3 separate regions of the Pan troglodytes genome follow, and all the other regions are linked to region 1. Evidence: chromatin contacts called from public Hi-C data. All regions are on one chromosome and are shown on one strand. Each heading gives the region's core, a stretch centred on a gene start, on an enhancer-like site or on the middle of the called end of the contact. The rest is flanking DNA. Distances are from core to core; before and after follow the strand shown.

Evidence for each region. Hi-C and Micro-C count contacts between places; a contact is called where the count stands out from the background.
Region 2: a contact with region 1 is called in a Hi-C map of stem cell-derived neural progenitor cells, with 9 times the contacts expected there. The contact joins the enhancer-like site here to the promoter of PELI2 in region 1. A contact is called at or near these places in 1 of 7 Hi-C or Micro-C datasets (stem cell-derived neural progenitor cells) and 1 of 1 datasets of contacts at active chromatin or transcription factors (stem cell-derived excitatory neurons).
Region 3: a contact with region 1 is called in a Hi-C map of stem cell-derived neural progenitor cells, with 1.9 times the contacts expected there. The contact joins the enhancer-like site here to the promoter of PELI2 in region 1. A contact is called at or near these places in 1 of 7 Hi-C or Micro-C datasets (stem cell-derived neural progenitor cells) and 1 of 1 datasets of contacts at active chromatin or transcription factors (stem cell-derived excitatory neurons).

Annotation. Positions count from the first base shown.
Region 1 is chr15:54,108,059-54,110,758 of NHGRI_mPanTro3-v2.0_pri, reverse strand. PELI2 (pellino E3 ubiquitin protein ligase family member 2) reads right to left here and starts at 1,446. Exons shown (of 6, transcript XM_522860.8): 1 at 1,072-1,446. The coding sequence starts at 1,148.
Region 2 is chr15:54,325,355-54,328,054 of NHGRI_mPanTro3-v2.0_pri, reverse strand. No RefSeq gene overlaps it. Among named protein-coding and RNA genes, the nearest start is that of PELI2, 220 kb to the right of the region's middle. Within about 2 kb of position 1,399, at least 3 of the 24 cell types and tissues checked have an H3K27ac peak or open chromatin away from gene starts, as enhancers often do. A contact at or near this core is called in stem cell-derived neural progenitor cells, where this site is marked.
Region 3 is chr15:53,856,967-53,859,666 of NHGRI_mPanTro3-v2.0_pri, reverse strand. The region is part of intron 1 of LOC107968172 (a long non-coding RNA gene); the gene reads right to left. Among named protein-coding and RNA genes, the nearest start is that of PELI2, 250 kb to the left of the region's middle. Within about 2 kb of position 1,341, at least 3 of the 24 cell types and tissues checked have an H3K27ac peak or open chromatin away from gene starts, as enhancers often do. A contact at or near this core is called in stem cell-derived neural progenitor cells, where this site is marked.

The DNA of each region.
Region 1 (2,700 bases), core at 197-2,696:
GGGTTCCCAGGAGCGACACATCCAAAGGAAAAAATAATCCTTTCTTCAACACTAAACCCAAGTTGTTCCTTCCCCCCAGTTTCCTGCACTTCCCCCTTCCCCCTCCCCTTTCACTGCCCACTATATCCAGTTTTAAGCCCGCAAAGCCTCTCTCCTGGCTTATTAAGGGTAAACAATAGAAATGTCACAAGGAAACTCAGGAAGTAGATGAAGTCTCTAATTGCTGCCGTTTAACGATTGTACATAATTACTATCTTCAAGATGCGGCTTTCACCAGCAGAGAGGGAGCCGAGGCGGGCGAGGCTGGCGAGCTCCCCGCAGCCGGGAGGGCATCAGCGAGGCCGGGACCGGGGGGATACGGCCCGCGCCCCGGTGCCAGGCCCCGAGCAGCCGCATCCTGCCCCTCCCCTCCAGAGCACTCCAAGCGGGGAGAAGCGGAGGGCCGGCCGGCCCGGGTCACACACAGTTCACTGCTCTCGGGCTGCGGCGGCCCGCGGCGGTCATCGGAACAATTTGCAAAGCGCAGCCGGGGATCCCACAGCCCGCGGCGGCCCGAGCTCACGGCGCCGGGCTCGGAGTTCGGGGGCGCGGGTACCACGGTCCGCGCGGGAGGTGGGAAGACGGGGCTCCGCGCCGGCCGGCCTCTCAGCTTCGGGAAGCGCCCCCGCGAAGCGCCCGCGACGGCGGCGCCTCACATGGAGTCCCTGCCCGCCCTCCCCGGCCCGGACGCGGCGCGCGGGAAGTGGAGCCCCTGCCCCCGCCCCCACGATACGGCCGCGGACCCGGTGCCCGGCGCTGCCCCCGCTGGGTCGCCCGAGTTCTGGCCGCCACTTCCTCCGCCGCGTCCTCCGCGCGGACAGCGCAGCCCGGCGCCCGCCGCAGCACCCCGAGCGCGCGCCGATGGGGGGCATCCCGCCCCCGCGCCGCCGTCCGGGCCCTGAGAGCCTCTCCTGCCGCCCCGAGCGCCCCGGCGGTCCCCAAAGAGCGCCGAGCCACCCCGCCAGCCCCGCTCCAGGATGCGGGCGCTCCCCGCCCGCGCCGCTGCCCGGGACCAGGGACCCCAGGACTCACCCGAGCACCACCAGCTCCCCGTATTTCACTGGCTCCTTATTGGGGGCGCAGTGTTCCTCCTGGCCAGGGGAAAACATGGAGCCCCGCTCGGCCGCCGACGCCGCCGCCTCCGCCGCGATCCCCGCCGAGTCCGCGCCGCCGCTACAATCCCATCCCGAGAACGGGGTGAGCGCGCCGGGGAAGGGCACGGCGGCGAAGGGGGCGCGGGGCGGCCAGTCCCGCTGCTGCTCCGTCGTGGCTGCGCGGCTGCTCCGCCTGACTCCCCGGAGCTCCGCGCGCCGCGGCCGCCGCGAGTCAGAGCCGGCAACAAATGGGACCCAGCAGCAGGGGGACCTGCCTGTGCTGAGCGCCGCCGCCGAAGCCCCGCGGGAGGGAGGGAAGGAGGAGGGAGCGGGCGCACGAGAGGCGGGGGCCGCGCGGGGGAGGCGGGGGCCAGCGCGCGGGCAGGTGGGAGCCGCCCCGCCCCATGCAGAGCCAGGCGCCCGCCCCCGGCCCGCGGGGCGCCCCCTCCCCCGGCGCGTGGGGCCGCCCGCGCCCACTCCCCGCCCCCCTCGGCCCGGCGGAGGCTCGGCCCCTGTGTTATGTAAACATAGAGTAAAAGGGAAAGGAAGTTCTTAAAGGAGCAGCTCTATTTTTTTTCCTCACTTCCTTCCCCAAACTTAGAGCGCGGGGTCCTCAGCCCTCGCCGCCTGGTTCTTCAGCCGCGAAGGCCCGCGGGAGATCCTGGAAACGAGCGGCCGCGGTTCCCAAGCCCACGTTTTCCTGGCTGGAGTTCGATGGGATTAACTTCCTCTCCGAGTAGAATAGCGCTCTCTCGATGTCACTGTGTCCCGGCTTACATCTAGAGGTGTCGCACACACCCACTTGGGTGCCTCCCCTTCCAAAACCAAGCAGAAAGGCGTCTAGAAAATTAGAAGGTTTTGCCAGTTGGTGCTGGCGTAGAGGACGTTTCGAAGGCGCTTGGAGCACCCCACCGTTGCACTGGATGTAGCTACCCCGGCTTGTGGTCAATAGAGCTCCACCTGGCTTTTGGGGGGTGGCGGGGGGATGGGGGAAGAGTTGTTTTTTAATCCATACTTTATCCACTTTTCCTGTGCCTTCTTTCCATCCCCTAATACATATAAGGGGAAATTACCTGGGTGGACTTTTTAGTGAACGTAAATGTTCCTTTATGACCATGATTTAATCAATGCACTGTTTGCTTTCTATTCTTTTTAAACTAGTTATTGCTATGGCTTTAAAATATCGTAGACTGTGATAGTTTTACTGACTGCTGTTTTTCATCATACAGGATTTTATTGTTCTAACATTTATTAAGCACTCATAATGTGCTAGAAACTCTACATATTATTGCGAGTCATTGCCTCTCAACACTGTTAAATATTTAAAGAAATAAATACTGCAGAAGCTACCCTGTGTATAGTGACTGGTTGGCTATGACCCGAAGCAAAGGGCTAGAAAAAATAATAATTGCATCTGTAACCTTCCATTCCGCTGTGCTGCACCCCTTGTGTAACATTCTCTGACAGGTTATTACGGTAGTGACATGATGTTTCTGATAATTTTACTTCAGTTAGGAACTGATTTTTTTAATTGAGGTTTTAGAAATAAATTATTCCAAAGTAACTA
Region 2 (2,700 bases), core at 150-2,649, 220 kb before region 1:
AAAGATGTAGGTAGATCTGTAAAGAAACGTCCTGGAAACCACAGAAGTAATTGTCTCTGATGGGTGAGGAAAGGCTTTCTTTTCTCCTTGATACCTCTCCTGAGTGCCTCTGGTTGCCTCACTTTGGCATCTCATCTCTGCCCTGCCCACTCTGCCCAGTCCCCCTTGGGTATTGACATTTCTGCTAATATCTCCCTCTCTGCACTTCACATCAGACCTCCAACCCCTAAAGTTATGATTCCAGGTCACAGAGGACAGGTTTGTGCATATAGTACTAATTTTTTCCAATGTCTTATCCATGAGCTGTTATTTTGTAGAGTAAATCAATGCTAATTCTTTAGAGCAAAGCAACATTAAAGTCTTTTTTTTTTTTCTTTTTTTTTTCCTGAAGCACATTCTGAAGATTATAATCTACAAAGAGTACTAAAATGAGAAAGGATCCCTGGGCCTAGCTTGGTACTAATTTTTATTCATCTGATTTATAGAGTGGGTAGGTGAGGCAATGTCCTCCTCATCTCTGGACTGGGGATACGCTGACAGCTCCATCCATCAGGCAAGCTGTCAGAGCATAACGCTTCACAGAAGCTGTTAAACAAAGGTCCAAATGGCTAACACTTCTAGGAGATGAAAAAGAAGAAGTTAACCTTAGTGTCCAGGGAAAAGTATTTTGCTCATCTAGTAGAGAAATGGATGTAGCAGTAAAGTCTTTAGACAAAGGTATTAGAATTTAAAGACAAATTCCAAATACATGCCTGGATTTCTGCTGCCTTTATGATTCTGGAAGCAATTCCTGGTTAAAATGTATTGATAAATAATCAGCCAGCAACGTTGATCTCACTGAAACTAGGATCCATCTTCATTAGCAAATTTAAGGATCACTTATGTCTATAAATATAGGGCAGAAGAAATAGAAGGGATGTAATCCAAAGTCCGCGGTTATGCCTGTCCACCAAGGAGCTGGATTGCAGCTGGTGGTCTTTAACAATTAGGGGCATGAGAAGGACAATGATCATTTACACAATGACATTAATAGTGTAGTTGGTGACCATTTTATGGTATCTTGAAGAATTTTAGGCACATACAAAACATCCAAAGGACATATTTTAGCTGCTAGGTTTAGTATATTTTCTTTCTTTCATTTCAACACCTTCAATGCCTTTCAACAGTTTTAGATCCCTCTGAGTTTTAGATCATCCAAGTTCCTCAAGGACAGAGAGAGGTTCCATTAGAGCATGACAGACTCATAGAATGACCTCTTTTGAAATCTAGGTCACACAGACAGCAAAAGTATCTCCAGTGGTCTCAGAGATCCTGGCCATGGCTCGGGGCCTGGAGAATAGCTTCAAGAATGGGGGCCTATGCAAGAGGGCCCTCAGCCGGCAGATGGCACTACAGTGTTTGGCAATCTGAACTTCGTGGGTGCTCTTTAATAAGGGCCTTTTCTCATCATTCTACTCAAAGTGTTGTAATTCCCTCTGATTGTCTTCTCTGCCCTCATTTGACTTTGCTGAGTCATTCCATGCTGTGTCATGAAACTCTGTGCTGCTGCAGGAGACTCAAAAGAAGCTCTAAACACTTTGTGGCTGTTGGGATGACTCCACATGGGGGGCAGGCTGCCATGCCAAGAACCCCAGTGAGGGTGGCTGAGGAGAGGGTCTATTTACGGGGGTAGTGCGAACCCGAGGGTGATGAGGGAGACATAGCTTTGGGTGGCTCTAAGTCTCTCAAAGCATTTGAAGACTCCACTCTAAGTGAACCCTCCACCTCCCCACCTCTCTCTCTCTCACTCCCCTGCCCTGACCCAAAGGCTCCAAGTATCCATATTGCATGGGCAAGTGCATTCTCCTACAGGAAAGATGGGGATGCATGTCAACCTCATAAGCCCCACATAGAAGGGAGATTTCTATCTCCCAGCTGTGCCTGTCTCATTTTGCTTGGAGAAAGAAGGGGATCACAGAGGGGTGGATCACACGCTCCAAAAAGGCAAATATTCTCCCCTAAAGAGAACCTCTTTGCTCCCACTGTTGGAGTTGGTGTCAAGGTGGAGTGGGGATGGGAAAGGATATATTTTTACAATCCTCTCCTAATGTCTAAGGAGGAAGGATCCCAAAGAAGATCCCCTAGTTGCTGAAGGAAGATGGGGGTGTTAAATTGATTCAGGTGGGTGGATGCAAATTGGAAGGGGGGAGGACACCTAAATTATTCTACATAATCAGAGGAGGAAAGAGATCAAGAGAAAAACTGGTGGGAGGCAGGGAGGACAAGAGAGAAGGAGACAACTAAGGTGGAGATTTTGATGAAGTGTTGTGTAGTGCAGTGTTTGATATATTCTCTTCTCCATCTTTCCAGAAACAGCCTGGAAAACCGACATTACCAAATAGTGCTTTACGAGTTCTATTGAGGTGGGGAGAAATGAAATTTGAGGAGGGGTTCAGTCTTGGGGAAGTGTTTGTGCGTGATCAAAAGGCAGGAGCAAGAACTGAACAACGTGATATAACTAGTGAAGAGTGAGGGACAGCACTCCACTTGGGTCTACTATTGCTATGGCCAAGGTCATTTTGGAGTGTCAGGGCCACTCTCCAGGTGAGTTATGGGGAGAGACCACAAAGAACCTGGAGAGATAGCATGTTTCATCCACCTCTGCTACTCTGCCAGTGATCTGAGAACAAAAGGCCCTCCCAGCTTAAAAGCAGGAATTTA
Region 3 (2,700 bases), core at 92-2,591, 250 kb after region 1:
GGAATGTCACATGATTATAGACTGATGCAGAAAAAGCATTTGAAAAAAAAATCCAAATTCATTATGATAAAAATTCTTACAAACCAGGAATAGAAGAGATCATCCTCAACCTCCTAAAAGGCATCTAACCTACAGCTAACATCATACTTAAGGTCAGCTGAATGTTTTCAAGCTAAAACCTGGAACAAAGCAAGAATATTCACTTTTACTTCTCCCATTCACTATCAGGAAGTCTTAGCCAGAGTAACTAACAAGAAAACGAAATAAGACATACAGAATAGAAAGGAAGAAATAAAACTGTCCCTATTCATAAATAATATGACTGTTCACATAGAAAAAAAACCAATAAATTAATATGTGAGTTTAACAAGGCTTCAGGATACAAGGTTACCACACAAAATTCAATCTTACTTCTATATACCAAAACAAACACTGAAAATTAAAATTTTAAAGACTGATCGAAGACAGCCAACTAGAAGTAGCTAGTATGTGCCGGAAACATCCAGGTGTGCACACTGGGAATCATCAAGGAAATAACTCGATCCACAGAGAATAGAGAGGAGCCAGGCAGGACAACCACCCATCTGGGAGAGGCAAGGAGCCAGAGGAGGCTCCCCTTCCATGGGAACACTGAGTGAGTGAGAGATCCCAGGGACCCACGCTTCTTCCACAGACCTTTGCAACGCTGAGGTCAGGAGGTCTCCCTCATGAACCTACTACCAGGGCTCACTCTGACACACAGAGCTAGGTGGAGTCTGGGCAGAGCCACTGATCAGGGTCCTAGGAGCCTTTGGTCCCCGGGCATCCCAGCATTAGCAGCCACAGCTCTGGCAAAGGGGTAGGTTAGGCTCCCTTAAGGGAAAGGGGCTGAATCCAAGGGGCTGAGCAGAGACAGTCTGCAGGCCTCACTTCCATGGCACCTGGTGGGGTAAGACCCACTGACCTGGAACTCCAGCCACATGTGACCATGGTAGCAGCTCCACGCCTCCCTGAGAGGGAGCTCCCTGAGGGAGGGGTGGGCCACCATCTTTGCTGTTTTGCAGCCTTTGCTGTTGCTGCCTTCAGGCACTGGAGAGCCCAGAGTGATGAGGGACTGACTGGCCCCCCGGCACAGTGCAGCTGCCCTACAAAAAAGCATTCAGATCGTTTTTTACATGGATCCTCCACCCCATTTCTCCTCACTGGGCAAGACCTCTCAACCTGGGACTCCACCCACCACCCCCGGCAGTCCCCCCCACCCCCACCCCCACCAGGGCAATCGGGCCAGTAGCAGCTCCTCGCCTCTCTGGGGCAGAGCTCCCAGAGGGAGGGCCGGCCTAGAAAGTCTGTTGGGACAGGGGATGGTACGGACCCCTAGCACAGAGCAGCTGCCTCACGGAAAAGCGGCAGGACTGTTCCCCTCCCTATGCAGGTCCCACCCTCACTTCTCACGGACTGGGGGCCGCCTAACCTGGGACGCCAGCACAGCCACCCTGCCTGCGGAAACACTTCAATCAGAGGCAGCCCAGCATTTCTCCCAGGAAGAAATGCCGGAGTCAACCTAAGAACAAAGGGCCTAGTCTCTAGGCTGGGACCTCCAGCACACAGCAGCCACCATACAGAAAGGAGTCTAGCCCCTCTTCCCGGGGAGCCCCTACCCTGCCCTCTCCACCAGGCAGGGCCGCCAGCTCAGGATCGCAGAACAGCTGCCCTGGCTGAGCGCACCCACTGGCAGTGGCTCTGGGTGTCCCTGGGGAGAGACTCCCAGAGGCAACCGACAGCCCCTCTGTCGCGGCCACAGCAGCGGTTCTGCCCATGCTGTCCTTGGTCTGGGGAAGAAACAAAGAGCCTGGGGGCTCATTATGCTTAAGTGCCACCTAGTGGATCACACCCCAAACTTCAACACCAAAAATACTTGACAAACATAACCCACTGTGAAACCAACAAGAATTCAGCTACAAAGACCCTGCACAAAGCCTCACCCTCTGAAAACATCCAGAAAAGAAGCCTATTGAGTGTACTCAATCTACACCACAGTTAAAGGAACACCCACATGCAGAGATGAGAAAGAACCAGGCAATTCAAAAGACCAAAGTGTCTTCATTCCTCCAAACAACCTCTCTAGTTTTCCAGCAAGGGTTTTTAACTGGGCTGAGATGGCTGAAACAACAGAAATAAAATTCAGAATATGAATAGGAATGAAGATCAAGATTAAGGGAAACATCAAAACCCAATCAAAGGAATCTAAGGATCACAATAAAACAATTCAAGAGCTGACAGACAAAACAGTGTAAAAAAGAACCTAACTGATCTGATAGAGCTAAAAAATACACTACAAGAATTTCATAATGCAATTGCAGTAGTAACAGCAGAATAGACCAAGCTGAGGAAAGAATCTCAGAGATTGAAGACTGGCTTTCTGAAATAAGACCATCAGACAAAAATAAAGAAAAAATAATGAAAAGGAATAAACAAAACCTCCAAGAAATATGGGATTATGTAAACAGATCAAATCTATGACTCACTGGCATCCCTGAAAGAGACAGGGAATAAAGACAGGAAAATGGCACAAGCAAATGGAAAACAGAAAATAGCAAGGGTTGCAATCCTAATTTCAGACAAAATAGACTTTAAACCAACAATGATCAAAAAAGACAAAGAAGGAAATTACATAATGGCAAAGGGCTTAATTCAACAAGAAAACCTAACTATCCTAAGTAT